Regions from separate parts of the Mus musculus genome. Here all the other regions are linked to region 2. A link is a contact called in public HiChIP or PLAC-seq, capture Hi-C and promoter capture Hi-C data. All regions are on one chromosome and are shown on one strand. The core of a region is the stretch at or near the end of the contact, and the rest is flanking DNA. Distances in the headings are between cores, read along the strand shown. Region 1 holds the start of Mrpl55 (mitochondrial ribosomal protein L55). Region 2 holds the start of Irgm2 (immunity-related GTPase family M member 2). Region 3 holds the start of Fam183b (family with sequence similarity 183, member B). Region 4 holds the start of Fam114a2 (family with sequence similarity 114, member A2). Region 5 holds the start of H2aw (H2A.W histone). Region 6 holds the start of 2810021J22Rik (RIKEN cDNA 2810021J22 gene).

Region 1 (4,438 bases), core at 1,244-3,743, 990 kb after region 2:
TGTGTAGTCCTTGGAATTCTGATCGCCTGCCTCCAGCTTGCTGTGTAGTCCTTGGAATTCTGATCCGCCTGCCTCCAGCTTGCTGTGTAGTCCTTGGAATTCTGATCCGCCTGCCTCCAGCGTCTCCTGTATCTCAGGCTAGTCACAAACTTGCTGTGTAGTCCTTGGAATTCTGATCGCCTGCCTCCAGCTTCCAAGGACTGGGATCACTTGTGGTTTGTCTCAAACAGCTTAGCATGAGATGATGTCTGAGTCTCCAGTATCCTTGGAAGCCTCAAGATATAAAATGAAATACTACCTCACATCGAAGCTAAGAAAAAAAAAAATACATGATTTAGGAGTTTGGATGATCCTCAACACTACACCTGAGCTCTAAGCAACCCTCATTATAACACCGCTGACTTAAAGACATCAAAGAAGCCACACTGTCCTTATGAAGAAGTTCTTCCTCCTCCGCCTTTTCTGGCTGAAAGCTGTCAGTTAAAAAATGGCCTTTTGGGCTGGAGAGATGGCTCAGCAGTTAAGAGCACTGACTGTTCTTGCAAAGGTCCTGAGTTCAAATCCCAGCAACCACATGGTGGCTCACAACCATCCGCTAACGAGATCTGACATCCTCTTTTGGTGTGTCTGAAGACAGCTCCTGTGTACCTACATATAATAATAAATAAATCCTTGGGCCAGAGCAAGCTGGGTTGGAGCGAACAGAGGTCCTAGTTCAAGTTCCAGCAAGGACATGATGGCTCACAACCATCTATACAGCTATAGTGTACTCATAAATAAATAAATAAATCTTAAAAACAAAAAGGGCCTTTTATGTGGGGCATGGTAGCTCACACCTTTAATCCCAGCATTTGGGAGGCAGAGAGAGGTGTATCTCTAAGTTCCAGGTCAGCCTGGTCTACACAATGAGTTCCATGACAACCAGAGATACATAGTGAGACCGTCTCAAAAAACAAAAATAAACAAAAATAGATAAATAAGTGGCTCTATTCTTTTCTCCCTCCACTCTCCAACCTGCAACATATTTAAGACAAAAATTTCTTTATTATCACTGTATTCGAAGATATTTCCGGTCCCCTTAACTGGGACAACAGACAGAACCTCAAACAGTGAAAATGAGTCTCAAGACTTAGTGATCGATTCAGTGGAGAAAGGAAGACACATCTGAGGTCTCAGAGCCTCATAGACTCAAAGCAAACCCACCACCAGGTGTGTGATGCCCCCATCACCTGTCCCCCAAACTGAGTACCCTCTGCTGGAACTCGCTGACCTAATACATCACTTTCAGCAGCACCCAGAGGACTCCCTGCCATCTGCCCTGACAGGACGACTCAACAAGAGGACTGCTTACAAGAGAAGCAGAAAAGTTTACCAGCCCTTCCTTCAGACAATGCCAATGCCACTCCTCAGCCTTTGCCAGAGCTCACTGGCTGATAGATCACCTGACTTTGTAAGGTGGCTAGAGAGTCCTCTTCGGAAATTCTATAGGCACCAGCTTACCGTCGCAAGAGTTCCCTGCTTTCTGGTGCCTGATAACGACATTTGCAGGCCATTATGTGAGATGAGCTCCAGAGGCTGGCTGCCAGGCTGCAAAAAAACAAAAAAGCAACAAACAAACAAACAAACCCACTTCTCCTTGTGTCCCTTGTAGACCCCCGACTACATGCTGGATAGCCCTAGGAGGAGACAGGGAACTAAATTGATCAGTGCAACCCAAGAGGGACGATGGTAAAAGACAAGTAACTCAGGAAAAAGCAGAAATGGGGAAGGAAAAAGATCTGCCACAATGTCGCCAGGGGCGAAATGTGGCAACGTCCTCTAAAGGCAGCACATAAGTAAGTTTGTGTAGTCATCCTGAGAAACTTTGTGGAGAGTCCTGCAGCTTGCACAGCAGCGCACCTCCAGGGCTTACAATAAACCGCTGCCATAAGCTCAAAACGGCGGAGAGCTTCAGGACCACTCACGAGACACTAGTGGGGTCCTTGAAAGTCCTGTGCTCTTTGGTTCTGAAGAGCCGACTGTTCTCTAAAGATATTCCTCACGAGTGACTCCAACTCCTTCACCTTAGCTGTTTTGCCAACCCAACTTGGCACTTGGATGTTCCACCGCGAACCCAAGACAAGCCATGTACCTGCGGAAAGGGGTCACGGGCGACTATCAGATCCGGAGCAAACCTTGAGAACAACCAGGCATGGAAACTTAGGGACCGCCCAGCGGTGCATAGCAATGCTGTCTGGCTTCCGTCCAGGCACTGCACAGCGTTGTGCTGCCTGCACCCCAGAAAGTCACAGAATTCCGACGGCCTCCCGCCCACACTCTCTGGCCTTGGGTAGTCCGTCGACCTAGCCTACTTCAGTTTCGCCACCCGCAGCGACGCCAGAACCTGGACAACTAACCAGAAACCCCACCCCCACCCCACCACGAGAGCTGGCTCCAACCACGCCCACCTGGCCTTACTCCGCCCTTAATGGGGACGGCCGCCCTGCGCTCCGTGGCGTCATCACCGCGCGCCGCGGGCGCCTTCAGGACATCTGGGTTATGGTGAAGGATTATCATCTACAGTGACGGGACGGGTTCCCTGTGTGGCCCTGCGTGGCTCGGCCTCAGTTTCCCACCTATCGAGTAAAGTTCTGCACGGCGGGTCTACGAGGTCTCTCCCACGCTAAGGTAGCGGCTGCAGGTTGGCGTTTCTTGGGTGCCGGCAGCAACCGGCCCCAACACTGAGGGGTAAATGGGAGAGCGACTTGCGCGTCGGGTGGATAAAATGGGAGGGGACGTCTGCACAGACGACCCCGGGTCTAGTCGACGTGGCTAGAGAGGATAAGGACCCGAACTTGGGACATTGACCAGCGGGATCACCTCTTTCGAGGCAGTGGTACCCTACCCTGCGGTTCCCTCCTTAGGTGGGAACTTTCTAATCTCTGCGCACGCCCACAGGTTCTATCTTGCTGAGTGTGGGACGCTCTACTTCTACCTGCCGGACCACTTCTGGCATTGAAAGTAGCTTCTTTTCCCGTTTGTAAGCGGAGTTTATAATAGTCTTCTCACAGTATTGCTATGGAAACTAAAAGGATGTTAAAAAGAAAGTGAACCAAGCACTCCACACTTACCCCGCACAAGAGGGTTGTGGTTCCATAAACTTCTGGAATTGGGTGGGCCTCTGTCCCATTGAAAACTGCCTCAGTCTTTTAAGGATAGAACCCTGGTAGCTGCTGTAAAAAGCCTCCAAAAGGACTTTCTAATCTGAGGCCAGAGGGCTAGTAGGATAAACTGGCAAGTGACACACACCCAATCTCTTTTTTTTTTTTTTTTTTTTTTTTGATTTTTCAAGACAGGGTTTCTCTGTATAGCTCTGGCTGTCCTGGAACTCACTCTGTAGACCAGGCTGGCCTCGAACTCAGAAATCCACCTGCCTCTGCCTCCCAAGTGCTGGGATTAAAGGCATGCGCCACCATGCCTGGCCTACACCCAATCTTCTTTATTGAAGAATCCAAACCACATATTGAAGATAACTTTTTTTAAATTGAGTCTGTATTGAACATAAGGGTTTTTTGTTTTCTAAACAAAACAGGTGAAAAAAACGGTTATATGGTGTTTGTAAACCCTTAGGTTCACTTCAGTTTTGTTTTTTTTTAATTAATTAATTTATTTATTATTTGTAAGTACACTGTAGCTGTCTTCAGACTCCACAGAAGAGGGCATCAGATCTCATTACGGATGGTTGTGAGCCACCATGTGGTTGCTGGGAATTGAACTCAGGACCTCTGGAAGAGCAGTCAGTGCTCCCAACCCCTGAGCCATCTCACAAGCCCTCACTTCAGTTTTCTTAGATTTTTTTTGTTTTGTTTTGTTTTTTTGAGACAGTCTCAAGTAAGACAGCCTAACCTTTAACTCCCTGTTTAACAAGATATCCTTGAATTCCTGACCTCCTGCTTCTGACTCTTGAGCGTTGGAAATACAAGCATGCACTTCCACACCCGGCTTTGTATTCTTTCAGGAGTATTTGAACAGGTGTACAGGTCATATAAATACCATGCTATTGTACAACAGAAAGCTTGACAATCTGTCAGTTGGATAACCAGAGATGCACTTGGGTCTGACTTAGCCACAGGCCAGGATTTTAGGACAATAATCAAATGAGGGGGAAAACTGGTTTTTGTTGTTGTTTCCCTTGCCTAGCAGGGCCTACGTCGGGGCCAGTGACTGTTTCCTCCTGCCATCAAAGTGCTAAGAAAAAACAATGCCTTTGGCCATTCTGCTTAGGTAAGCATAACATTCCAGTCCCTTCAGGGACTCCCCAAGACACCCTGCCCTCTCCAGGAAGGGGCTGGTATCTCTCTCATCAGTGTTGGAAGGCCCGTTGTTCCCTGAGTCCTCCATTATACTCTTCTTTGACTCTGCTAGTGTAGTTCAATGGAGGTCCTTAAATGCAAGCCGT
Region 2 (5,044 bases), core at 286-2,785:
GGGGAAGCAAGCCAGTAAGTAACATCCCTCCATGGCCCCTGCATCATCTCCTGCTTCATGCCCTGCTTGAGTTCCAGTCCTGACATCCTTTGGTGATGAACAGCAATGTGGAAGTGTAAGCTAAAAAAACCCTTTCCTCCCCAACTTGCTTCTTGGTCATGATGTCTGTGCAGGAATAGAAACCCTGACTAAAAAAAACAGCAGGCATCAAGCAGGTAACAGCACCTTGGGACAGTGCAGCTGTCTTGTAGAGACCAACCCAGGCTGAGGACTGGAGGGGAGGAGGATGTTGTGTGGCCCTGGGAAGCACTTCTCCACCTGTTGGAACATCAAGGCAGGAGTTTGGAGGAGCTCAGAGCAGCCCAGACACTGAAGAGTGAGGGAAGAGGAAGTCAGGGACCGATAGAAGGTAGGCTTGCCACACATGGTCCACAGGATATCCTCGGGATCTGACATTGATGGGTTCTTTAATGAGCCTTGCCCTGAAACCCCCAGACCTGTTCTGACTGTGGTGTGAAATACGGACACCAGCTTAATAGTTACAGGCCTCTACTCCCAAGGTCATCAATAACACAGGGCAAGCCAGGTACTGTGTCTCCTGAACTCTGAGGAATCACGAGTGAGAAGAGACCACACTGGAGATAGGGTAAGATGACAGGGTAGATTAGAAGGGCTCCCTGGTAGGAGGGATCGAGAGAACTAGTGAACAAGGGGAGCAGCTACAAGGAGCAGCCTTGTGAAGGGTCTGCTGCTCTTGAGAGGTCCACTAAGAACCCTGGGAAAGAAACATTTCAGTTCCCCGGGGAAGCACACTGGGATCCTCAGAGGAAGCCACTGACAATAAGCCTAGATCAGTGCCGACCCTGACTCAGTCTGGAGCTGAGTTAGATCTTGGGACACATGGCTGGAGAAGATACCAAGACCAGAGCTGAGCTCCTGTCTGAACTTCTTCAAGGTCTCACCAAATATAATGAAACTAACCTAGTAACCAATAAAAATTGTACTAATGTCACTGCTTTGCCCCTTACTGATCATAGTAGAGGTTACCTAACGCTTCTGAAAATTTCCCCTGCGTTAAAGCCCCTCAGGCTGCCGCCATTTTGATGAATGGTTGACCTCAGAATGCTGGTAATTTCTGCAGAATACACTGACTTTTCTTTTATATACTATTTGAGTCGGGGGTCTTCCTTCGGCGATCCTCAAACCCTATCACTCCCATAGTTCTGGAACGCACTGGATCTGAAGATGAGCGTCTCCCAGGGTTAGGTGCTATCATCTGAGCACTAGGGGCTCCGGGAAGGGAGGTAGCAGGGTCAGTCCAGGCAGCTCTGACCGAAGTCTGAATGGCAGGCTTCACGGGCAGACTTCTGACCTCCCCAACTGGCCAGCGGCCGACAGAGTTCCTCCCCCCTCTGAAGAAGAACTTGGCCTCTGAGTGCTAACTCCCGAAAACTAGCCATTTCCAGGAACTGAAACTGAAAGCTGTTCGGGCACCAGGCCCCGCCCCTTGGGGAGGAGGCAGGCAGGGCTCACGCCTAGAAGTTGGGGACTTACATCTGGGCCAACATAGATAGAGCAGGGTCTGAGAGGAAACCTAGGAGCTCAGGCTGCCCTTCAGCTGCTCCTGCCTCTTCTAATCGCTCTTCCCCACAGGACCCTGCCCCACCACACTTCTCTCTCTCCTGACCGTCCTGAGCCTGGATTGCAGTTTTGTAAGGCTTCTGAGCAGGTAGGTGAGGGGCTCCTGCTTGGCCTATAAACCTGCTCAGGGCAGGGGAGTCTGGGGTCAGGTGTTCCTCTGGGGCACCCTGTGCAGGAGGCACCCTCCTGCACTGTCTTCAGGATCGGAGTGCCTGGTGTCTGGCTGAATCAAGTCCTTCCAATTCACCAGAGAGAAGCAGTGTGCTTCTTTTTTTACCTGGGTATCCCTGGGTTTGTGGGTCTTCTGAGGGGGCCTAGTTAAGAGAAAACAGGTGGGATTTTACTCAGTCTCTCAGTTATTGGCCAGAGTCCAGGATCAGAACCTCTCCCGGGTATCTGGATGTCCCGGGACTATGTAAACACAGTGCTCTTTATTCGGAGCAGATAGAGACTGGAACTTGAAAGATGGAGTTTCTAAGGAAACTTTTTGTATAGTTCTCAGCTCAATTATTTTAAAAGATATTTATTTAGTGTGTGTGTCTGTGTGTCTGTGGCAATCAGAGGACAACTTGCAGACCTGATTCTCTCCTTCCACAATCGAACTCACATCATCAGGTTTGGTGGCAAGTGTGTTTACTTGGTAAGCCGTCTCACGGGCCCTTTTAAAACAAACAAACCAAACCAACCAACCAACCAACCAACCAACCAAAACCAAAATCTAAAAACCAAAAACACCAAAAAATAAAGAAATTAAAATAAAATTAAATTTAAAAAATTAAAACCAAGACAAAACCAGTTCAAATATTTCATCCGCTTTAGAAAATCTGGCACACCACAGGCACCCACCCAGCTCAGTCCTTCATAGATAATTACGGTGGGGGCGGGGGGACGCTTTAAACACCACCTACCAAAAGCATGCTGGGTCCAAGGCTGTTCCCACTGACCATGGGGTGGATCACCACCCTTTCCTGGAATCAGTAGCACCCGGAAATTCCCTGTGTCCCCACAATGGTGAAGTGATAAAGAACAAGGTAGGATTGAGGGTCCAATAGGGTCTGTGTTCACAAAAGTTTTTGACAGCTCAGATCCACAGCTAGTTTAGGCTGTTCCCCACATCTCTGGAAGCCCCTCTCATGGAGCCTCAGAGTTGCTGGATGAGGGAAGAACTGTGTGGAGTACTTGATAGGCAATCTCTTCCTAAGTGTGAGTTTTCAATGTTTGCATAGTTGAGCTCGGTGAGGTGGCTCACACTTGTAAAGCATTGGACGTAGGAATTGGGGGCAGAAGATTCAGTTTAAGTTTCCATGGCGAGTCTTAGACTAGCATGGGCTAATTTTACTCACATATTAGACTCCGATTTACATTTTAAAATGCATGTGATTTATTAGTCTATAATAATAGCATAAAAGAATAGGTCGTGGGCCAGTGAGCTGGCTTAGTGGGTAAAAGTGATTGCTGCCATGCCTGAAAACCCAAGTTTGACCCCAAGGACCCATGTGGTCGATGGAGAGAACCAACACCCACAAGTTGCCTGTTAACTGTCACAAATGCACCCGGCGTGCTTGACACACCTCCAACACATTTAAATAAATCAGTGTGACAGTATATACATGGATGTATATATAAAATATACATTTAATAGCATTTAAATAAATATTTCAAATAAATAGTAATAAATAATTACGGTGGGGACAGGGGGACGCTTTAAACACCACCTACCAAAAGTTTAATTTGGCTCATGGCTAGAAAGGATGCAGCCCTCTACCGTAGGGAAGGTGTGGCCTCAGGGGCATGATTCATCTGAGCATCCACAGGCTGGGCAGAGAGAGGCAGATGCTGGCATTTAGGTTTGTTTTATCTTTATCTTTTTAAGCCAGTTCTGGAGCCCAGTCCACAAGTTGGTGATGCCTACATCCAGGGTGAGTCTTGCCTCCTCGGGTAATCCTTTCTGGAAATATTCTGACACATTTACTTAGCCGTGCGCCTCACTGATACCCTGGGCATGTTGTGATGCAATCAAGCTGACAACTGAAATTGACCGACACAGATGCTTATATGAGCTCACTCCCCCTATTACCCATAGGTTTTAGTTTGTTTCACTTAAAGAGTAAAATTTCGGTGGGTTATCAGGAGCTTTTTAGTAAAGTTGTACAATTGGAATAAATATAATAAAACACAAGTCTTTGGGAAGGGTGGCACACACCATTAGTCCCGGCCCTCAGGAGGCAGAGGCAGGTGGATTTTTGTGAGCCTGGGCACAGAGTAAGTTCCAGAACAGCTATGGCTATGTAAAAAGACTCATTAAAAAAAAAAAGCAAAAACAAAAGTAAAAATAAAACAAAACATTTTTCAGTCAATTGAATCCAGTAGAGTAACATGCAACCTTGGTGAATCATGGTACAACACTTGAGAGTGTGCGTGTGAACACGTGTGTTCGTGCATGAACACGTGTGTGTGTGTATGTGTGTGTGTGTGTGAGCATGCCCCTGGCTTCTATGAAGCGCACCTCTGTGAGTACGTTAGATTTCTGAGTCGTGGCTCACATGGTCTGGCTCTCCTCCCTGCCCTGGCTATCCCTCTCCTGTGAGTTTCCTTGTTGGCGTCCCTTCAGAAGCCAGGAGGATCTGCTCCTCATTCCCAAGGATGTCTGACCCATGTGCCAAGGGGTAAACCAGAGGCAGCACAGGTATAAACTGGATAGGGCCCTCAAATAGGGAAGTTTGAGGCCACTTGAACTCCGGGCCAAATGCTGATGGCTTGTAAAACCTTGTCTGTGCCACGTTCCCAAGGCTGTCCACACAAACAGCCCTACAGGACTTCTCTTCCTGATACTTTGTCAGAGGGATGAGAAAAGCAACTGATCTGGTCATCTGCAGAAAACTAGGGACTTGGGAAGATGTCCACAATTCACCAAGCCAGCACCACTGGAGGCTCAGGAGGAGCTGGCAGCCCACTCTTTTCACATGGAGACTGAAGCCAGGCCCCCAGGGTTGAGGAGCTGAGGAGGAGCAGGAGAAGGAGCAGTGGGGAGGAGCAGTGCTGGGCTGAAGACAGGACAGCCCATCCTGGAAGGCAAGCAAGGGAGGTAGAGGATGGGACTATGGAGGGCAAAAAACTATACCATAAGACTTAAGGGTGCCCTAGAAGCACCTTCTAGACAAAGGAGCCTTGGATTTCTCGGATGGACACCAGGGCACAATTCTAGTAATTTCTTGGGGCCCTATGAGTAAATCTGGCAGGGACCTCCTTTGGGATGGGGGATGGGGGTTTCTGTTGTTGTTGGGCTTTTTTTTTGTTTGTTTGTTTGTTTTGTCTTTGTTTTTGAGACAGGGTTTCACTGTGTAGCCCTGGCTGTCCTGGAACTCACTCCGTAGACCAGGCTAGCCTCCAACTCAGAGATCTG
Region 3 (4,661 bases), core at 1,034-3,533, 590 kb after region 2:
TAGTCCTCCTGACGTTAGTGGTCAGGGATCCTGGTGAAAACTAGGTTACAGACGGGCAAAGTGAAGTCTCCGCACTTTCTGCAGACAGCCAGGCTGCTGTGCACTATGGCTAAGGAGGGGCAGACACTGGGGACAAGGAACACGTACATATAGGAGATGGTCTGACACGTTTAGAAAATCTATTTCTACAGAAATGAAAGGAGGAAGGACTGTGGGGGCGGGGTCTGCTACAGAGCAGAGTGGGAACTAGGGCTTTACTGAAGGATCTTGGGTAGCATGGGATGGATGCGACTCCATGTAGGTGTTCAGAATGGGTGGAGCTGGATAGGAACCAGAGCCAGAACCAATAGAACCTTACAGGCTGGTGGGTTGAAATTCTGCTCAGAAACTGCAGGAGGCAACTAAAATGTTTACAAAGTGACTAGTCCTCTCTGGTCTTTTAATATATGTAGCAAAAATAGGAGTGGGGCGTGGGGGAGGGGGTGGGTGGAAGGTTGCTGCTTGGAGGAGAGTAGCTTAGAGTCCCTCAGACTATCTCAAACCCTTGTGGGGCTTCAAACACTCTATTAGAAAGTGAATGGCCAGGGAGCTCTGGGGGTACTGGTTAGTTCATATTGTTGGTCCTCCTATGGGGCTGCAAACCCCTTCAGCTCCTTAGGTACTTTCTCTAGCTCCTTCCTTGGGGACCCTGTGCTCCATCATCTAATGGATGACTGTGAGCATTCACTTCTGTATTTGTCAGGCACTGGCAGAACCTCTCATGCAACAGCTATATCAGGTTCCTGTCAGCAAGCTCTTCTTGGCATCTGCAATAGTGTCTGGGTTTGGTAGTTGTTTGTGGGATGGATCCCCAGGTGGGGCAGTCTCTGGATGGCCATGCCTTCAGTCTCTGCTCCGAACTTTGTCTCTGTAACTCCTTCCATGGGTATTTTGTTCCCCCCTTCTAAGAAGGATGGAAGTATCCACACTTTGGTCTTCCTTCTTCTTGAGTTTCATGTGTTTTGCAAATTGTATCTTGGGTATTCTGATCAAAGAAAACACATGGAGGGACTCGTGGTTCTAGCTGCATATGCAGCAGAGGATGGCCTAGTCGGTCATTAATGGGATGAGAGGCCCTTGGTCCTGTAAAGGTTCTATGCCCCAGTATAAGGGACTGCCAGGGCCAGGAAGCAGACGTGGGTGGGTGGGGAGCAGGGGGAAAGGGGGAAGGATAGGGGATTTATGGAGGGGAAATTAGGAAAGGGGATAGCATCTGAAATGTAAATAAAGAAAATATCTAAAAGAAAAGAAAAGAAAAGAAAAGAAAAGAAAAGAAAAGAAAAGAAAAGAAAAGAAAAGAAAAAAAGAAAAGGAAAGAAGGTGAATGGCCTAAATGGATAGAAGGTCTGTGTGTGCATTCTGACCTTTTACTGGGCTGTGCAGATGTTAATTGGGAGAAGTGTGGGATGGCGGTGACCAGCATGTGCAATGAGGTGAAGTGGTATCCGAATAACTGCTTACACAGGATGATTAAACCAGGCCAGCATTGCAGCAGAGGATGGGAGAGATTCACCCAGCTGCTCCAGAGAAGGCAGCTGGGAGGTGGTGGGACACATAAGTCTGTTTCAGGCCCAGAAGCATTTTCACAGAGCTCTGTGAAGTCCCAGAGGAGGGAAGCCATGGGAGGCCAGGGGGAGGGGTGACTTTGCTGGGGTCAGGGTGAGGAGGATGGTCAAGCTCTGCACCTGGTAGCCCACCACTTCTAAGTCTTAAGGAGGGCTGTAGCAAAAAAATCAAAGCAATAATAACAAACCATACAAAGACAAACCCCTTTGGGTATATTAGGAAGAGACCAAACTACTAACAAAAAGCAGACATTAAAAACCCTGGGCAATTGTTTGAAAAGCAAAACTACCCCATTAATCATCTCTCTTTATTCTACATCTAAAATGTTTAATTCTGGATGCATTTTAATGTATCTCTTGTGCCTGGGGTGACAAGGGGAGCGATTCCCTCAAAGCTTAGCTGTCTGAACTCTAAAGAGATAACCTGAGGCAGAGGACACGTGCTCTCCCACCCCTCCCAACCCTCTTGGGCCAGCTCACCCTTGCGCAGGGGATTCACGTGATACTGCGTGTACAGCTTCTGTGCCCGTAGCTCTTTGAGAAAGAGTTCCCGCAAGATCTGATTCTGGTGAACTTCATCCTGATTCTTCATCTGCCCCACACGTCCTGCCATGGCCATGTTTTTGCTCTGAGAAGTCAAGCTATCTGCCCTGCCCTTACCAGGAGAAAGGTCGTCTTCTACAGTTTCCAGGCAACGGATGTTCCTCTTGTGTTCAGGCCACAGCGTCCTTTCTGTCTCTAGGCAACAGCGCCCAGGCTCGGAGCACCACCTGCCCAGAAAGCCTTTCCCTGGCTTCTGTCCACTCCACCCCTCCCAGCTCTCAGGCTGCTGGTATCTATTAGGCCTCCTCCAATGTCCTCAGACCCAGATTCAGCCTCTGGATCTAGAGTCACCCCTGTGTCCTGTGCGCTGCTAGGAAAGAGCTGCCTTTCTTTGGACCACCCAGGAAGAAGAGGCTGAAACGTGCACCTCAGCATGACTGGTCGCTTCCTAGAGATGATTTGGGGAGGGGCCAGAGCCAATAGGTTTGAAAGTAGGTGCTCAGAATTAAAATAAACAAAAACCACCTCTAACACACACATGCACACTGGTGGGTGGGGAAACAGAAAGTAAAATAATCTGACTGGTACACGGAAACAAACAGGACCACTACCCTTCCTAACCTAAGTAATTTGACATCTTAATGATTTATTTCATTATTTTTACAACACTAGGGGTTGAACTCAGCGCTTCTGCATGCTGCGAAGCTGCTTCAGCCCTGAGCGCTATCTCCAGCCCTTCCCTTCTTATTTTAAGACAGGACCACACTAAGTTGCCCAGGCAGAGGTTGGACTTGCAATCCTCCTGCCTCCGCCTGCTGAGTTGCTGGGATAATAGGCCTGCCCCACCAGACCCAACTACTTTCAATGATTGGTTGTGGTAAAATGCACATCTTCTAAGATCTCCTGTCTTCGATATTCTCAAGCATCCGGTCCAGCTGCATGAAGTAGGGGCATAGTGTGAAACCCAGCTCTAAAACTCACCCTTAGGCAACTGTCCTCTGACACCCCACTCAACTGACAACCACCACCTTTCTTTTTATTCCTATGTTCAACCCCTAAGCATCTTCTATAACATGATTTATTTTTAAATAGCCATAAGTAACCTACAGTAGGGAAAGGATCCACCCTGGCTTTGATGAGCAGATAAACACAGATGCTAAAACGTGTGATCTTTTATCCATTCACTCATTTATGACCCAGAATGTTCGATGTGTGATAGACAGTATTGCACTCGTTAGGTGTGCGGCCATTGCTGCCCAATCCCCCACATCTATAGAAGACATCATAGTTTTTTTCTCTCGGCTTTTCTCCTCAGCCTGCTGGGCTCTTTGCCTCTTGGATACCCCACATTTATGTGAGCTCACATGCAATCGCTTTTCAAAAGCCTTAGCAGGCTGTAGAGTCCTTCTCTGTTGGTGCTTTATTGCAAACTTAGTTACTTCACTAAATGTACTTGTTTATGCCTAAGCTACCTAAGGTGAGACACATCCTCCTCCCGCCTCTCCCCTCCCCCCACCCTCACACCACATTCCCAGTCCCCAGCACAGTAGAGGCAGGTATGTGTTTGGTGTTTTGTGTGTGACTGGGTGTCTGCAGTTCTGTTTGCTTGCATCATTATATTATATAGTCCCTTAGAACATTCAGATGATTGTATCACACTGGTTTAAGTAGATCAATGCATTGCCCTTGTGACCCATGCCTGGCCCCTGTGTTCCAAGCAAGGCTAAAAACAGCCTCTTGGAGTCTTCACTGACTTCCTGAAAGTAAGAAGAAATAAAGTCTTCCAAGCAACATGGTTTGTTTGAGGAAAATTTATAAGATTTCGCTTGTACTCCATCCATACAGTGTCCTTTACCCTGAACTATTAGCCTAGCATCTGGGACGCTCCATACAGGGCTGGAGGAAGGAATCCTAGCCTAAGAAGAGATGGCTATTAAAGCACAATGAGCTATTTTTAGAGCATGGGAGATGAAGATGGCTATTTAGATGAAAGAAAAGGAAATGAATGTTTAAAATTCGCCAGCATGGGGCAAAATCAGAGGCTGGTTCGAGTGTCTGGACCAGTAGAATAGTTTGACTTCGAAGGAACAATTTGAGTGGTAAAATGTGATGCTTATGGGATATTCAGTGCCAGGGACCTTTCCCAGTGAGGGTCCAAGCTAACAGGGCAGTCAACCTGTGGAGGTGATAAGGGGTTGGCAGGGGGAGGAGTCAGGCCATGGTGCTCAGGGTGATTAGCAACCAGGCGATTTATTTCTGCAGGTCTCACAGATCAAAGATTAATGATTATCCAGGTACTACAGAATATGCGATTGATTTTTTTTTCATTACATGTCCAGGGTTACAAGTTCAGTTACAATTAGAAAATACAAACAGAACAGATTTTTGTTTTTATCATTGGCCCTATAACTCCAATTTAAAGAATCTAAAAAATGTCACCTCCCAAGAAAATGTATACATTATGTGACAGCCTGCTTTTAGGCTAGCGATGTCTGTTGTTTTAAGGCACTCCAG
Region 4 (4,587 bases), core at 1,258-3,757, 700 kb before region 2:
CACTAAGAGAAATGCTAGTTTCCAGAATAACCAATTACCACCAATGAACATACACACACATACAACATACACACCAGGTATGCTGACAAACATTTTATTCAGGCATGCACTAAGAGCAAGATAAATCCAATGCTTCTAATGCACTAAAAAAATTAACAAAAAAGGCAGATGGGTTATAGCACAATAATTGAAGAACATACAAAAAATACTTAGTGGCGTTTTGCCTTCAATCCCAGCACTTAGGACGGAGGCAAAGGCAGACCTCTGAGATTTCAAGGCCAGCCTGGTCTACAAAGTAGGTCTTAGGACAGAGATAGCTACATAGTGAGGCACTGTCTCAAAACACACACACACACACACACACCAAAACTTAAAGAATAGAGAAGACAGTCTAAGCATCAGAGAATGATTCATAAAGTGTACCTAGAGCAGTGATCACAAACTGGAAGTCTGTTAGCTAACTACAACTTACAGGGGTTTTTAATTAGTCCACACTGTTTAAACCTTTTTTTTAATTAGTTGCTAACATTTAAAGTCTCATCTTCCATAGAAACAAAATGACATTTCTAGGTCCCCTTGTAAAAGATAATGCAACAGGGACACTTAAGTAGGTAAGACCTATCTGGTGCCAAATGGCTGCTGAATCCTTTCGCATTTGAACAGCATTCTCTCATACTCTAGTATCTCCAAATTTATAGTATTCTTTTATAGTAATCCAATTAGACCATGCATGCATCTGTGTTTGTAATGTCTACCTTAAATATGCTTAAGATTTTAACGAATGAAAATGCCAATGAGATAAAGAAAAGTTCAGGCTTATGACAGTCAATCTCAGTTGCCAAACTGATATGCCTAGAACCACCAGAGAGTCCTCTGGGCACATCTGTGGAGACTGTCCTGCTGAGGTTAACAGACTCGGGAAGACCCATCTACTGTGGGTGGCACAATGACAAAGGCTGGGATCCTGGAAGGTGTCAAAAGGAGAAGCCAGCTGATGGCAAGCATTCCCTGCTCTCGGCTTCTAGACTGTGGGTGCAAAGTGACCAGTTTCCTACGTGACCTTCCTGCCACTGGACAAGCGAACTGTGACTCAGAATAAGATCGCCTTCCTTGTTTCTGTCTGGGTATCTTATCACAGCAACAGGAAGGTAAACAAACAAAGGGTATGGAGACAGCACAGAAGAAAGGTCAGGGAGCCATGATATAATCCCCTAGAGTCATGTCTCTATTAGGGAAGAAGCAAGGGTGACAGGCTAGAAAGGTAGACCAAGAATATGCTGCCTAGTGTTCTCCCTCCTCTCCTCTTCTTTTTCTGCTGCCATCTTGTCTCTCCCTCCCAATAAAACCTCTTCCACGTGAAAAAAAAAAAAAAAAAAGGTGTTGCCTAGACTCTATGGGTACACGATATGCATATATTAAACTGTCCCAAAAACTCATAGAAAAAAAAAATTCCATACACAAGTACCAATTGCCATGCAAACTAACTCAGAAAAATAGAAAAATAACTCGTTTAACTTATTCATGGCAAGAACCTTTTGCATATGGACCCAGTTCTGGAGACAGAGAAGATATGTAAGGCAATTTCTGCCCCTGTCAGTCCAAAGGCTGATCTAACAAAAAGACACCGACATGCTTGCCCAAAGTTCAGAAGGTGTTCTTGCAGCTGTATAGACACTGTTTTAGAGCTACCTTTTTCTTCTTTCTCCGAGTTACAACATATAATATATAGTCTCTCGATTTGCTCTATGTAAGCAAATAGAACGCACATATTGCATACGTTCATTTAAATTTTATGAAACTAGAACATTCCGATTAGTAAACTCCAGCTGTCCCTATTATTTCACTTGCACAATAGAGATTTTAATAAGCATCGAGGACGTGCCAAGAGTTTAGGCTGAGTCAGGAGACAAGATTCGTGAGTGGTGATGTCCCTCTCCACCGTTCCTATAAGTAAGATTAAACACATACCAGACATACGGAATTGTACTATTTAATGTTTTCCGGGTATGGTTTTTCCTGATTGGAGGAGAACAATCCAGGTGACTGGAGAAGTCAAACAAGGCGCCTCACAGTCGAGACACAAATATGCCCAGAGCACACGCGTGACCATCGCCTTTACCCGGAGGCGGCGTGGCTGGCGTGGCTGACTAGCTGGAAGCCGAGCCTGGGGTCAGCGCTGCCGCCGGTCCGTGCGACAGGGAGCCCCAGCTGCAGGCTGCGGCGACTCCCCAGCTAACGTGGCGGGTCTCTCGTCTCCGCACGTCCGCACGCAGGTCCCACCCCCAGGCCTCAGGTAAACAAGCTCTCCAGCCCTTCGGCCGGCAAGCCCACCAAACATGGCTGGAAGCGTTGCAGCCCCTCAACCCGTGACCCCGAGACCCCCCAGCCTTCGCCGCCCTCACCCGGAAGCCCCACAACCCCGACACCGCCCCTCACCGCGGCCACCGCCGCTCGCTCGCCGATCCGACCCGACCGTCGCGGAAGTACTCCTGACCTCAGCGCGGAGGCGGGGTCGCCGTCGAGGAGTACTTCCGGGTCAAGCATCCTCTAGGGCGGAAGGCGCTGACTGCAGAGAGGTGAGTGAATCCGCTGCTCCGGTGGCTTCCTGAGAGGTAAAGGATGCTTGAAGCTGGACACGGGGGATGCCAGGATGTCCGCCCTCCGTGAAGGCTGGGTGTGGGTGTCGGGGTTCCGCCATGAGGTATTTCCAGAATACTCGAGGGCCAGCGACGATCCGGGACACAAACTGGGAATTCAGGGCGGGCCCTGCTCTCAGCTCACTGCAAAGGTGGTGAGGAAGGGAGACCACCACCATCAAAACAACGGAATCTGAGGGGGTAGTTAAGTGCTTTCGTCCAAGTTTAAATGCGGTGATGGAACGGAACTGAGTGAGGAAGTGAGAAGGGGGAAGCCTGCCTGTAGGGAGGAGGAGTAGAGGTTTTGAATAAATAGTAAAGGGAGACGGGGGGGGGGGGGGGGGGCGGAGAACTTGGGCACTGGGTCTTTGTGAGGTCGGTGACCAGGCGTTTGACTTAAAATTTGGAACTCGATGGGAAGTAATTGATAGTTTCTAAGCAGGAGAGTGATATGCTTTTGATTTGTAATTTTAGATGTGCAGTGCATCGCTTCATTTGTCCCTGGGCAGTTTATCCAAGAAGACATTAAGCAAAATTGTGTTAAAATATGGGGTGGGGGGGGCACCTGAAACCCTAAAGACTTGCTTTCGAGTGTCTCGCTGTTGTGTTGTGTTGGTGTATAGCTAAGTGGGAGTGCGTTTGCCTGTCATGTGCAAGACCCTGGGTTTGATCCTGAGCACAAAAAAAAAAAAAAAAAAAAAAAAAAAAAAAAAGGAACAGATTCCCCTCCTCTGTTCAATCCCTTACATCAGTGTTCAGATGTAACTGCCACTTCCTAAAACCCTTCAAATGTTTGACTTTACTTTCAATAGTAATTCTTTACATTTCCGTATGCTGATATTCTCTACGACCTTACTAAATGCCTGTTCCTTTGAAGATTTGCAAGTTCAAGGCTAGCCTTGGCTACATTGTGAACTCTAGGCCAGCCAGAGCTAAGTAACCACATCCTGTCACAAACAAAAACGTCTGGTCCAACAAATAAACCAGAAAAAAGATTTCTTCTGGTTTTCTTTTGTAAAGGAAAAATGTATAGGAATGTATCTTGGGCCACTAGTAACTGTCTTGTCTTTTACATGTTGCCATTAGTATTATAGTGACAATTCTGAAAAATTTTGGTCTTAGAGTCCATTGCACTTAAACTTACCAAGAATTTTGAAGAGTTTTGTTTAAATAGATTACTACTGCCAGTACATTCCATTTAAGAAATCAAAACTACTCTCAAAAAAAGAAGTAGCTTTAAAATGGTAAGTCACTAAATGATAACTGACATTTCTATAAAGATTATTTTCCAGGTGAAGTACTGGCACAGGTCTGTGATCCCAGCATTTAGCAGATGGAGGTACAGGCAGGAGGGGAGCTCAAGTTTACCTTGGAGTGCAAATTCGAGGCCAGCCTGGACTACATGAGACCTTTCTCAGAAACACAGTTTCTCTAATTTCTCATGGGAAGCTGTTACTGGGGAAAGGAAATGATAAGCAAAAGGAACAACTAGAACCAGAATGTGAGGTTGAAGACAGTTTAGAGACAGTAGAGAGTAAGACACACGTAACTGAAGCTTTGTGTGGGGACTGGAAACATTGTATGATTCTAGGCAAAGAAGGGGATGATAATGGAATCAGCATCCAGATATGGAAACTAAGCGGCCTCGAGCACATCAGAGCAAGTGATAAAGGTGCAACTTAAGACCATACCAAATTACAAACTATTTCAGGCAGTTTGTGCACGTGTGCACTGTTCCTACATATTGAACTCCCAGAGTGTTACAACTGCTATCTGAAGTTTTAAGCTTATCTCCTAAATAGTGAGAAGTCTCCTAATAGATTTTGTTTTTCTTTGAAAGACAGTATTTGGATATATCACAAGCGGTTAGATTGGATTTAAATAAGTGTGGTACCCAGATGGGGTAAAAGGACTGTGATCTAGGCAGATACAGTAGGACCTAACTGGAAAG
Region 5 (4,869 bases), core at 526-3,025, 740 kb after region 2:
CCTTTTCTGTGGACCAAGCTGGAAAGCAGAAGGTGGCACAGCTACTGTAGGAAGTTCAAGCAGAGATAGCCTCCCCTCAAATGCCAAATGTCAAATGCCTGAGTCCAGATGAGAGGGGCTCCCTTTGACAACTTGGTAAAAAAATAAAATGTACGTAGTATTCCCTGCTGGTGACTATAGGATTCTCAATATGTCTCGTAACAACTCAAATAATTATCACGAATCCTCTTTTCATAAATAAAAGCCAAACCAAGGAAAGTGGTGATCTTTCCACAGGTAAAATTCCCTGCCCAAACGTTCTCCATAAAAATGACATTCTCCCCAGTGTAGGGGAATGCCAGGGCCAGGAAGCAGGCAGGAGTGGGTGGGTTGGTGAGCAGGGGAAGGAGGAGGAAATAGGGTGTTTTCGGAGGGGAAACCAGAAAGGGAGATAGGATTTGAAATGTAAATAAAGAAAATATCTAATAAAAAAATTTTTAATGACGTTCTCCAAATAAATGCTGAGTGTGGATTATTCTTTTACTAATGCTTCACAGAAAATTATGCAGCTTTAGGGGAACAACTCTTGCTCAAAACAACGGAACTCTTTCCCACCTCCCATCCCCTAACCACTGAAACTGCTTGCTGGCAGCTCAGGCTAATTACATCCTAGCTCCTGCACACAGGCTTTGCGGTGTGCCGCCCCTCCCCCCGCCCCGTTTCCAGCATACTGCTAGTGCAGGGTTTATTGACATGATATAATGTCAGAATAGTTTTCAGGGGCTAAAGACGCCTCTCTATTCCAGAAAAGGATGGAAAGGGTGCTAAAGGGAACACAGATTCAGAGGCCACCAAGGGGGCCCACATCCAGAATACCACCTCACTGTGACCTCGCCCACCGAAACTTCAGGCTTGGGGAGAGGACTCACGCCCCTTGCCTGCTCCTGCAGCTGTCGTTCACACTCTACGCTTAGGAAGGGCAAAGCAGCCATACCCCCACATTTCTCGCTCAAAAATCGGACTTGGCCGCACCCAGTGTCAGGGAACGCCTCGGGCGCGTGGCAATCGTCAGTGGCCCGCACTGTGTTCAAGACCCTTTTAACGACTGTATGGGTGGCTCTGAAAAGAGCCTTTGAATTGAGGGCACCCTCGCCGCGCCTCACTTGGAGCTGGTGTATTTGGTGACTGCCTTGGTGCCCTCGGACACAGCATGCTTGGCCAGCTCCCCGGGCAGCAGCAGGCGCACGGCTGTCTGCACCTCGCGGGACGTGATGGTCGAGCGCTTGTTGTAATGCGCCAGGCGGGAGGCCTCGCTGGCGATGCGCTCGAAGATGTCATTGACGAACGAGTTCATGATGCCCATGGCCTTAGACGAGATGCCGGTGTCCGGATGCACCTGCTTCAGCACCTTGTACACGTAGATGGAGTAGCTCTCCTTGCGGCCCCGTTTGCGTTTCTTGCCATCCTTTTTCTGCGCCTTGGTGACCGCCTTTTTGGAGCCTTTCTTGGGGGCTGGAGCTGATTTGGATGGATCAGGCATAATGTCTAGTTGTACTACGGAAACGCGGACGCCCCTGTAGCAAGAATATTTGTATGCCTTGCATTCAAATGAAGGATCAGGCATCACTCCCTTTGATTGAATACAATTTTACATTACGTCATCGCGGGGTAAGGCATATGCAAATTAGGAAGGCTCCGCGTTCTTTTCTGATTGGTTCTTGTTGGCATCCAATAGGAAGGTGCAGTCTAGCCTCCCTCCTGATCATATATAAGAGCTTGCTGGCGCTTACGAATTCGTTTTCGCTAGGTTTCTTTTCTGTTTTTGCGTACTTTTGGTTATCAGTGGAAGATGTCTGGTCGTGGCAAGCAGGGCGGCAAAGCTCGTGCAAAAGCGAAGTCTCGTTCTTCCCGTGCCGGCCTGCAGTTTCCAGTGGGCCGTGTGCACCGCCTTCTCCGTAAGGGTAATTATTCGGAGCGGGTCGGCGCTGGTGCCCCGGTGTACCTGGCGGCTGTGCTAGAATATCTGACTGCTGAGATCCTGGAATTGGCTGGTAATGCGGCCCGCGACAATAAGAAGACGCGAATCATCCCGCGCCACCTGCAGTTGGCCATCCGCAACGACGAGGAGCTCAACAAGCTGCTGGGCCGCGTGACCATCGCGCAGGGCGGCGTCCTGCCCAACATCCAGGCCGTGCTACTGCCCAAGAAGACCGAGAGCCACCACAAGGCCAAGGGCAAGTGAGGCCCCTACCGGTCGTTAGTGCGACTTTTACAGACACCAAAGGCTCTTTTCAGAGCCACCCACAACCTCATTAGAAAGCGCTGTACACTGAGCCTGTCGCCAGTTACTGGCCAGGCCAGTTCTCCTGACTCCTTCCGTGCATTCCTGCATCCCTGTGCGGCGCTTGGGGAGCTCAAGGGAGACCAACGGCTTCATCTGCGGGTGGCCTGCGGGCCGTTGGAGGCGTTCGAGTTTCTCCCCACCACTCCGTGTCAGACACAAGGTTGCAGTTAACGTTCGTGTTTGGACATTAAGGGGATACTTAATAATAGAAATTAGTATAAGGTTCTGGTTTAGATGCTAGTGTTTCTATTGAAACTGGGTTAAATTGACATGTTCAAGTCTTCCAGTTAGGACGGGGTTTTCAAAGGTTTCTGAGGGGAGACTTGGTATTTCAAATCTACTTGTTTATATAAATGTTCTGTTACAAGGCGATTTACAACTTTGGAGTTTTGCTGGTTTCCTTTGTGGGGGTGGGGAGCCGGTCTCTAGGCTGCTTCAGCCTGCTTAGTGGTAGGATTACAGATGAGCATGGTGGTCCTGCAGGCCTTTGGAACTGGTTAATCGGATCCACTTAAGTAGCTTAACCTTGGGGAGCAAAGTGATTTGTCAGGTTCTGGTTAAACTAGGTGTGAGAGTACAGCAGTGTCCTTTGTCATAAAGTTTAAAGCAGCATCATACTAAGGACATGCTTTTATAGATGATTGTGACTTCTTTAAGCAGCATGACGAATGGTTGAGTTACAGGTAAATCAGGAGCGTGGTTGGGAAAGGGAGAGGAGGGGGTTAAATGAGTTACCTTTAAATCGTTTTAAATGGCACAGAATTGGGCCTCTTCCCTGTTAACTGCTGTACACTATTTAAAATTTAACAATACAGGCCACGAAGACAGTTATATAATGTTTATTATATAATTTATATAGACTGTACTGAAACTGGATCTGTTCAAGCCTGGGCTCCTCAGACACCGTCTGTAACTACAGAGCTGCTCATAAAATACCAACGTCTTAAAGCCATTTGTCTAAGGATAAGCAATTTTCCTTAACGGTGAGTCTTAACAGAGTGATCAATAGACTGCGTATAGATTATACATCTGCAAATGGGTGGTCTCAGTAAAACAAAGCCAGAGGGTTGGACCTCCAGAGATCTTTATGTTCTTTTAGTTAGAATCTCTAGTTCTAGTTTTAGTTTGTATGTGTTCATAGGTCATTGTAGCTGCTCAAACGCTTGAGTGGAGGTTAAACTTTTTAGGAATTGGGTTATGTTAGCATTTATTTAATGGTGTTATAGAGGCATCGTGGAGGGAGGTGTACTAGGGTAGTTTCTCATCTCTTCTAAGGCTGCTGTCAAATGCACAACCACTACCCAAAAGGAATATTTAATTTCCATTTAGGTAAAATGTAATGTAAAGACGCAGCTCATAAGTTGCCCTGTCATATGTGGCTAGTGAATAACTAGAGAGCACAGATTCTGAGTGTGTCTACAAAATTAAAGGAAGTTCCAATCATAGCAGCTGTGATCTAGGATCTGGTCATCTGGATTATCATTTCCAGATGGGAAGTACCAATGTGAAAAGAGAATGTTCACTGGATTCAAGCACTCCATGATCCATTCCTAGGTATATGCCCAATAAAATAAGAGTACGTGTATAACATAAGCTACACAGGCGGAGGAACAGTTATCAGTCATGAAACCTAAAAGGTAGAGGAAACCCAAATATTCATCAGCTGAGGAACAGCACAAAACTGTCTGTTCTTGTGACGGAGCATTAGTCAGTGAAGGGACTGGACAAGATGACTGAACCTTCATGTCCAGAACGGGCAAAAGATACAGGAGCTGAAGGAGGGGAGAGAGTAAGCATGGACCTTCCAGATGTGGTCCAGGAAGAAGGCTTAAGAAATGCGCTCAGTGTGCTCGCATGAAGACCTGAGCAGATCCAGAACCCATGTAATGCAGGGCCAGGTTAGCACTTTAACTAATTCCAGTGCTGCCAGGGAAGACCGGAAAATCCCTGAAAGCTCGCAGGCCAGCTGCTATGGCATAAACAGCGACTAACAAGAGACCCTGGCAAAAGGTTGGAATTTGAGACCAACACCTGAGATTGTCCTCAGACCTTAATGTATGAGAGCATGAGTGCCTGCACTCACATTCATATATGCAGAGGTGTGCAGTGCACACTCACCACTCACAAGGGGGTCAGGGGCAGGGTGGATGAAGGAAGCCTGGAAGCCCTAAGGACAGAAAGAGGACAAAAATTTGGTCCAGTGTTTCCTTTCTAGAGTAAAACTGACCCACCTCAGGTAAAAGGTGAAACTCCTCGTACCACAGCTGCCATCATGAGAGACCATGTGGAGAGGCAGGAGGGGACCTGATCCTCACTCTGCTGCAGCTCTGAGCAGGCCTTGGCAGATAGCCTTGCCAGGTTCAGCCTGCATGGGTGTTGTGTGGAGGTATGGAGGTCTTTCCCTGGCCCACTGTGTCTCTGAGCACATGCCTGTATTAGAGTCATTTCAGCCACTCTGCATGTGTTCCTGTGCACTGCTGAAGGCAAGAGACAGGGTTCCAGAAGGATGCAGCTTGAGCCAACCTCGGAAATATCTCGGAACAGTG
Region 6 (4,846 bases), core at 2,007-4,506, 650 kb after region 2:
TGGTTGACTGTCTTTTACATTTATAGCAAGGCAGTAATTGTGGAGGGAGGCATGCCAGAGGTATGTTTTCACATCTTGGAAGCTGAAAGCAAAGAGGAGACAAACCTAAGAAAGGCTAAAGGAAGATGGGGCTTCAAAGCCACATATTTGGTGCTGTTTCCAAACTCTGAGGCTTGCCTTCCACAGATGTGCCAAGTACCAGTTGTCTTCACACAGTCTGTGGGTACATTAAATCATTTATGGGGGGGGGCGTGGATGTGGAGATGTTCAGTGGGGCTCTCTGCCATTCCTATCCCCACTTCTATCCTTGGGAAGAAAGGGGGCCTGTCCTGGGCTGTCCTGACCTCTTGTCTCTAGACCTCCATTCTTATTTCCAGCCCCTACTGTACTGGCTGGTTTTGTGTGTTAAATTGACACAAGCAAGAGTCATCAAAGAAGAAGTGCCTCCGTGAGATCCAGCTGTAAGACATTTTCTCAATTAGTGATCAATCAGGGAGGGTTCAGCCTATTGTGAGTGGTCCCATCCCTGGCCTGGTAGTCCTGAGTTCTATAAGAAAGCAGGCTGGTCAAGACATGAGAAGCAAGGCAGTAAACAGCATCCCTCCATGGCCTCTGCATCAGCTTCTGCCTCCGGGTTCCTGCCTTGCTTGAGCTCTTGTCCTGACTTCCTCCAATGATAACCTATAATCTGGAAGTATAAATTGAATAAACCCTTTCCAGGCCCCCACCCTCAAAACAAAAAGCATTTATGCCAAAGCCTTCACAATTGACAGGGCCTAGAAATACCAGATACAGAAGGTGTTGATCTCTCACATAAAACTGACAAGATTACACTGAGAAACCTGTCTGTGTTCATTGCTTTCAAGATGAGAATGAAGGCTGCAGAGATGGCTCAGTGGTTAAGAGCACATATTGCTCTTGCCTAGGGCCTGAGTTTAGTCCCCAGCATCCACACTGGGTGGCACACTATACCTCCACTCTAGAGGGATCCAGTCCTTTCGCCTCACACTCAGCCATGTGCACATACCCCACCCGGTCCATGCACTCACACATCAGTGCAGACATCTAAGTACCTTCATAAGCCAGGAGTGGTGGTGACACACACCTTTAAACCCAGCATTTGGGAGGCAGAGGCAGATGAAGCTCTGTGAATTGAAAGCTAGCCTGGTCTATACAGGGAGTTCCAGGACATCTAGAGCTAAATAATAAATGCAATCTCAAAACAAAACAAACAAAAAAGAATTGTAGCTTTGAGACTAGAGAAATGGCTCAGTGGCTAAGAGCTCTTACAGAGGACTCAGGGTTGGTTCCTATATTTAATGGCTCAAAATTGCCTGTAACTCCAATTCTAAGGGATCTAATGCCTCCGTGGGTACTGGATGCAGGTGATGCACACAGAGGCAAACAGGCATATATAGACATAAATTTAAAGAAAAGAATGTAAGCTCTGAACTGGAGATAGGGCTCAGCAATTAAGAGCAATGCCGCTCTTCCAATGACGACCTGAGTTCAATTCCCAGTACTCACTTTGAATTGCTGACAACCCATAACTCCAGTTCTGAGGGTGGGGAGAGACTCAAATGGATGCCTCCAGCCTCTTTGAGTACCTTATGCATATGCACATATCCTATCACACACATAATTAATAAAACATTTTTTAAAATTATAGATTCAATGTATGCACATCTTGACTACAAACAGAGGAATTAAAAATAATATATATGGATAGACAGGGTAGGGAATGGACTAAAGCAATAAAGTTTAAAGATGCATAAGTACTTGTTGAAGCTGTAAAACATCTATTATGGTTTTGTGTGTATATTTTTCTGTAATGAAATATGCATGCATATGTAAAATATACATATATTTATAAAAAGCAAGTGTGGTGGTAAATGCCTATAATCCCAGAACATGGCTCAAGCCTAATAGCCCTGTGAAGGCTGGAGGATCAGCTCAGCGTTACCTTCAATGTTTTCTGCAGCCACATACTGAATCTGAAACCAGTCTGGGCTGTGTGAAATGTCTCAAAAGCAAACAGACGGAGTTGACAGTGTCAGCGCCTAAGAACTTCATTACTGGGTCAGGTGAGTAGCTCAAAGTTAGAATGCTGTTCAAGGATTGCAAAGCTCTGGATTTCATATCTACCCATCGACAGTGTTTCCTATTAAAGAGCAGGGACTGGAGGGGTAGCTCAGTGGTTAAGAACACTTGTTGCTTTTGAGGAGGACAGGGCTTCAGTTCCCAGCACCCACATGGCTATTTATATAACTATGTTTTGCTACAGTTCTGGGGCATTTTGGCACCTTCTTCTGACCTCCTCTGGCACCAGACTTGCAAATGGTACAATTACAGACATACAGGCAAAACACTTACACACATAAAATATAAGTCTTAAAAACAAGAGCCGGGCATGGTGGTGCACGCCTTTAACCCCAGCACTCGGGAGACAGAGGCAGGCTGATTTCTGAGTTCAAGGCCAGCCTGGTCTACAAAGTGAGTTCCAGGACAGCCAGGGCTAGACAGAGAAACCCTGTCTCGAAAAAAAAAAAAAAAAAGGCAAGGCCAAAGTTACTGAGAGCATGGTAGAGGCTAAATAGGTAGTTTATGTATGAGTGTTTTGCCTGCCTGTATGTCTGTCCATAGGTGTGTAATGCCCTTAGAGTTGAGAGAATTCTTGATTCCCCTCACCCCTAAGTGGGTGCTGGTTGTGAGCTGCCATGTAGGTGCTGGAAATTGAACCTGGATGCTCTGGAAGAATAGTGCTCTTAACCGCTGAGCCATGTCTCCAGCCACACTAGAATGAATTTATTTATTTATCTATCTATCTATCTATCTATCTATCTATCTATCTATCTATTTATTTATTTATTTATTTATTTATTTATATTCTCCGCGCCCCGCTCCTTTCTCTCCTCTCTGTCTCCTTTTCTTTCCCGTTTGAATCAGGGTCTCTGCCTGGAACTCAGAGATCCGTTCACCTCAGTACTGGGATTAAAGGTATGTGCCACCACGCCCACCCAGCTAAAACTTTTTTTTTCTTTTGGCATAAAGCAGTTGTTTCTGGGTTTGGCCTCACAAAGCATCCACTTTAGAGCTTCGATGTATTCCAAATGCAACGATGTCACTAACGAGTGACCGGGATGCCCTAAACTGTATATGCCCCCAAGGCGGTTTCACAGGTTCTGAACTCCGGACGGCTCCCGCGAACTTCCGGTCTATTTCCGGCGTCGCCATCTTGCTTCCGGTTTCCGAGGGGGTTGGATTGTGGCCTCAGTCCTGTGCCAGCCTGTCTGGGCGTCTGTGTGCAGTCAGACACCTGCCTTCTGGTGAGTACCGCTGGCTTCTGCCTGCAGGGGCGGGCGCCGTGCGCTGTGCAAATGGTGCGATCCGGGGAGCCCTGCGCGGGGCTGAGTTCCCAGTCTCTGTCGCCCTCGGTCCTTGATGCTGCAAGGAGACTTGTCTTCAGCCGTATCTCGTCTCCTCCTCCTCCTCCTGACCCCAGTGCCACAACTGCCGTGTCTAGTGTCCCGTTGTCTGGCAGTGACAGTCCTAGATCCTGGAGCAGCCCGACGTGTGGGGTGAACCTGTGCTGGGGCATCCCCTGGCCTCTCCCTTATCTGGAAGGCTCCTGTGTGTATTGGCTTCTGTGGAGAGTGCACGGTAATTGCACAGACTTTTTACTGCAGCAAGAACAAATGTCTGCTCGCCTCAGGTGGGCCCTTGGGGATGACCAAGGAAAGGACTCCACCACAGCCCAGCTTGGTTCTCCAGTGAGTTTGTTGGACTTATACAGAGAGAATGGATGACTCCCAGACCACCACGTCCTAACCCAGTATAGATGCTGACCTCATGGAGCCCCACATTCAGCTAACTTGTAATTTCCTGCATACTCTAGCTCACTAGGAAGGTGAGAAGTGTCATGGGCGATAATGGTTGGAATCCCAGATGAAGGTCCTTAGCTCCACTCCTCTTCTACCTAAGAGTGTAACAGTTACCACTAGATTTGTATAACTTGAGCTCCATGACCACTAGACCTGTGTTACTTGCAGTTTATTGCAGTACCTCGTGGAGTCATTGTTACAGACTTCTGGTCAGGCTCAGCTCCAAGATGGAGAGAGGCGATAGTGTTGTGCCCAGAGGGAAGCCACAAGTACAGTGGTAAGCTGTGGAGCGTGCTGCTTTGCACAGTGTGATTGCATTACTTGTAGAAACATGCAATGTCCCTGCGATTCCTGGATCCTGTGGCTCTTGTACTTTTAGTTTCTTTGAGGAGCCTTGATTAAAATTTCGATGTATGAACAGGGCATGGTAACACAGAACTATATAACCATAGCCCGCTAGCATGAGAGACCTCATTTGAAAACTATACTTTTGTCCCACTGAGGCCCTGCTGGCCAGAGCACATGAAAAGGCAGAGCTAATGGGCATTGTGGGAGGGAGCGACACCATCTGTAAACACCACAGGCAGGCACCGCTTCAACAGTATTTCCAAGGTAGTGCAATAAATCAGGGCCATGTTCATTTAAATGTACAGTCCTGGACTGAAAGCTTAGATTGCACAAAGCATTTTGTCCGTGAAACTTAAATATGTGAACCAGGAGCTGTGGATGGAGTCCTGTGTGGTACCTCTGCACTGACGGGAAATAGGAAACCCTGTTCAAGTGTTTTCTGTAATTCCTGCATCACGTTCATGATTCACGCCATGCCCGTTAAACACCCATTCCTACAGCACTGCGGTACGTCTTCATGGTAATAAAAAGCAAGCAGCAGCTACTCTCACTAAGCTCTGCATAAACTGCAGGTTTAATTTCTCATTGATTGTGTTCTTTAGATCTGCCGTGGTGGC

The links. Promoter capture Hi-C pulls out the DNA fragments that hold promoters and counts their contacts. HiChIP or PLAC-seq counts read pairs in DNA pulled down with a chosen protein or histone mark. Capture Hi-C pulls out chosen DNA fragments and counts their contacts.
Region 1: a contact with region 2 is called in a promoter capture Hi-C map of embryonic stem cells, with 4 times the contacts expected there. The contact joins the promoter of Mrpl55 here to the promoter of Irgm2 in region 2. A contact is called at or near these places in 2 of 39 promoter capture datasets (embryonic stem cells and hippocampal neurons) and 1 of 115 datasets of contacts at active chromatin or transcription factors (thymic regulatory T cells).
Region 3: an H3K4me3 HiChIP or PLAC-seq map of the SCID.adh cell line shows a contact between it and region 2, with 5 times the contacts expected there. The contact joins the promoter of Fam183b here to the promoter of Irgm2 in region 2. A contact is called at or near these places in 2 of 39 promoter capture datasets (cranial neural crest and hippocampal neurons) and 1 of 115 datasets of contacts at active chromatin or transcription factors (the SCID.adh cell line).
Region 4: a promoter capture Hi-C map of liver shows a contact between it and region 2, with 2.1 times the contacts expected there. The contact joins the promoter of Fam114a2 here to the promoter of Irgm2 in region 2. A contact is called at or near these places in 2 of 39 promoter capture datasets (embryonic stem cells and pre-B cells), 1 of 484 Hi-C or Micro-C datasets (B cells), 2 of 115 datasets of contacts at active chromatin or transcription factors (embryonic hindbrain and thymic regulatory T cells) and 2 of 9 other capture datasets (adipose tissue and liver).
Region 5: a capture Hi-C map of macrophages shows a contact between it and region 2, with 10 times the contacts expected there. The contact joins the promoter of H2aw here to the promoter of Irgm2 in region 2. A contact is called at or near these places in 4 of 39 promoter capture datasets (embryonic stem cells, erythroid cells, hematopoietic stem and progenitor cells and 1 more), 2 of 484 Hi-C or Micro-C datasets (CD4 T cells and Th1 cells), 3 of 115 datasets of contacts at active chromatin or transcription factors (CD4 single positive thymocytes, bone marrow-derived macrophages and thymic regulatory T cells) and 1 of 9 other capture datasets (macrophages).
Region 6: an H3K27ac HiChIP or PLAC-seq map of embryonic stem cells shows a contact between it and region 2, with 4 times the contacts expected there. The contact joins the promoter of 2810021J22Rik here to the promoter of Irgm2 in region 2. A contact is called at or near these places in 4 of 39 promoter capture datasets (embryonic stem cells, hematopoietic stem and progenitor cells, hippocampal neurons and 1 more) and 2 of 115 datasets of contacts at active chromatin or transcription factors (bone marrow-derived macrophages and embryonic stem cells).

Annotation. Positions count from the first base shown.
Region 1 is chr11:59,199,993-59,204,430 of GRCm38.p6, forward strand. Mrpl55 (mitochondrial ribosomal protein L55) reads left to right here and starts at 2,494. Exons shown (of 4, transcript NM_001302336.2): 1 at 2,494-2,667; 2 at 4,180-4,263. The coding sequence starts at 4,241. 2610507I01Rik (RIKEN cDNA 2610507I01 gene) reads right to left here and starts at 2,439. Exons shown (of 3, transcript NR_037964.1): 1 at 2,132-2,439; 2 at 1,501-1,587; 3 at 1-310.
Region 2 is chr11:58,213,442-58,218,485 of GRCm38.p6, forward strand. It overlaps Irgm2 (immunity-related GTPase family M member 2), which reads left to right and starts at 1,536. Exons shown (of 2, transcript NM_019440.3): 1 at 1,536-1,729.
Region 3 is chr11:58,799,677-58,804,337 of GRCm38.p6, forward strand. It overlaps Fam183b (family with sequence similarity 183, member B), which reads right to left and starts at 2,284. Exons shown (of 4, transcript NM_029283.3): 1 at 2,085-2,284. The coding sequence starts at 2,217.
Region 4 is chr11:57,516,137-57,520,723 of GRCm38.p6, forward strand. It overlaps Fam114a2 (family with sequence similarity 114, member A2), which reads right to left and starts at 2,508. Exons shown (of 14, transcript NM_026342.3): 1 at 2,437-2,508. Mfap3 (microfibrillar-associated protein 3) reads left to right here and starts at 2,529. Exons shown (of 3, transcript NM_180599.1): 1 at 2,529-2,576.
Region 5 is chr11:58,952,910-58,957,778 of GRCm38.p6, forward strand. H2aw (H2A.W histone) reads left to right here and starts at 1,776. Exons shown (of 1, transcript NM_178218.4): 1 at 1,776-2,283. The coding sequence starts at 1,829. The coding sequence ends at 2,221. It also overlaps the pseudogene H2bu1-ps and a transcript of Trim17 not described here.
Region 6 is chr11:58,863,984-58,868,829 of GRCm38.p6, forward strand. It overlaps 2810021J22Rik (RIKEN cDNA 2810021J22 gene), which reads left to right and starts at 3,257. Exons shown (of 5, transcript NM_172403.2): 1 at 3,257-3,326; 2 at 4,832-4,846.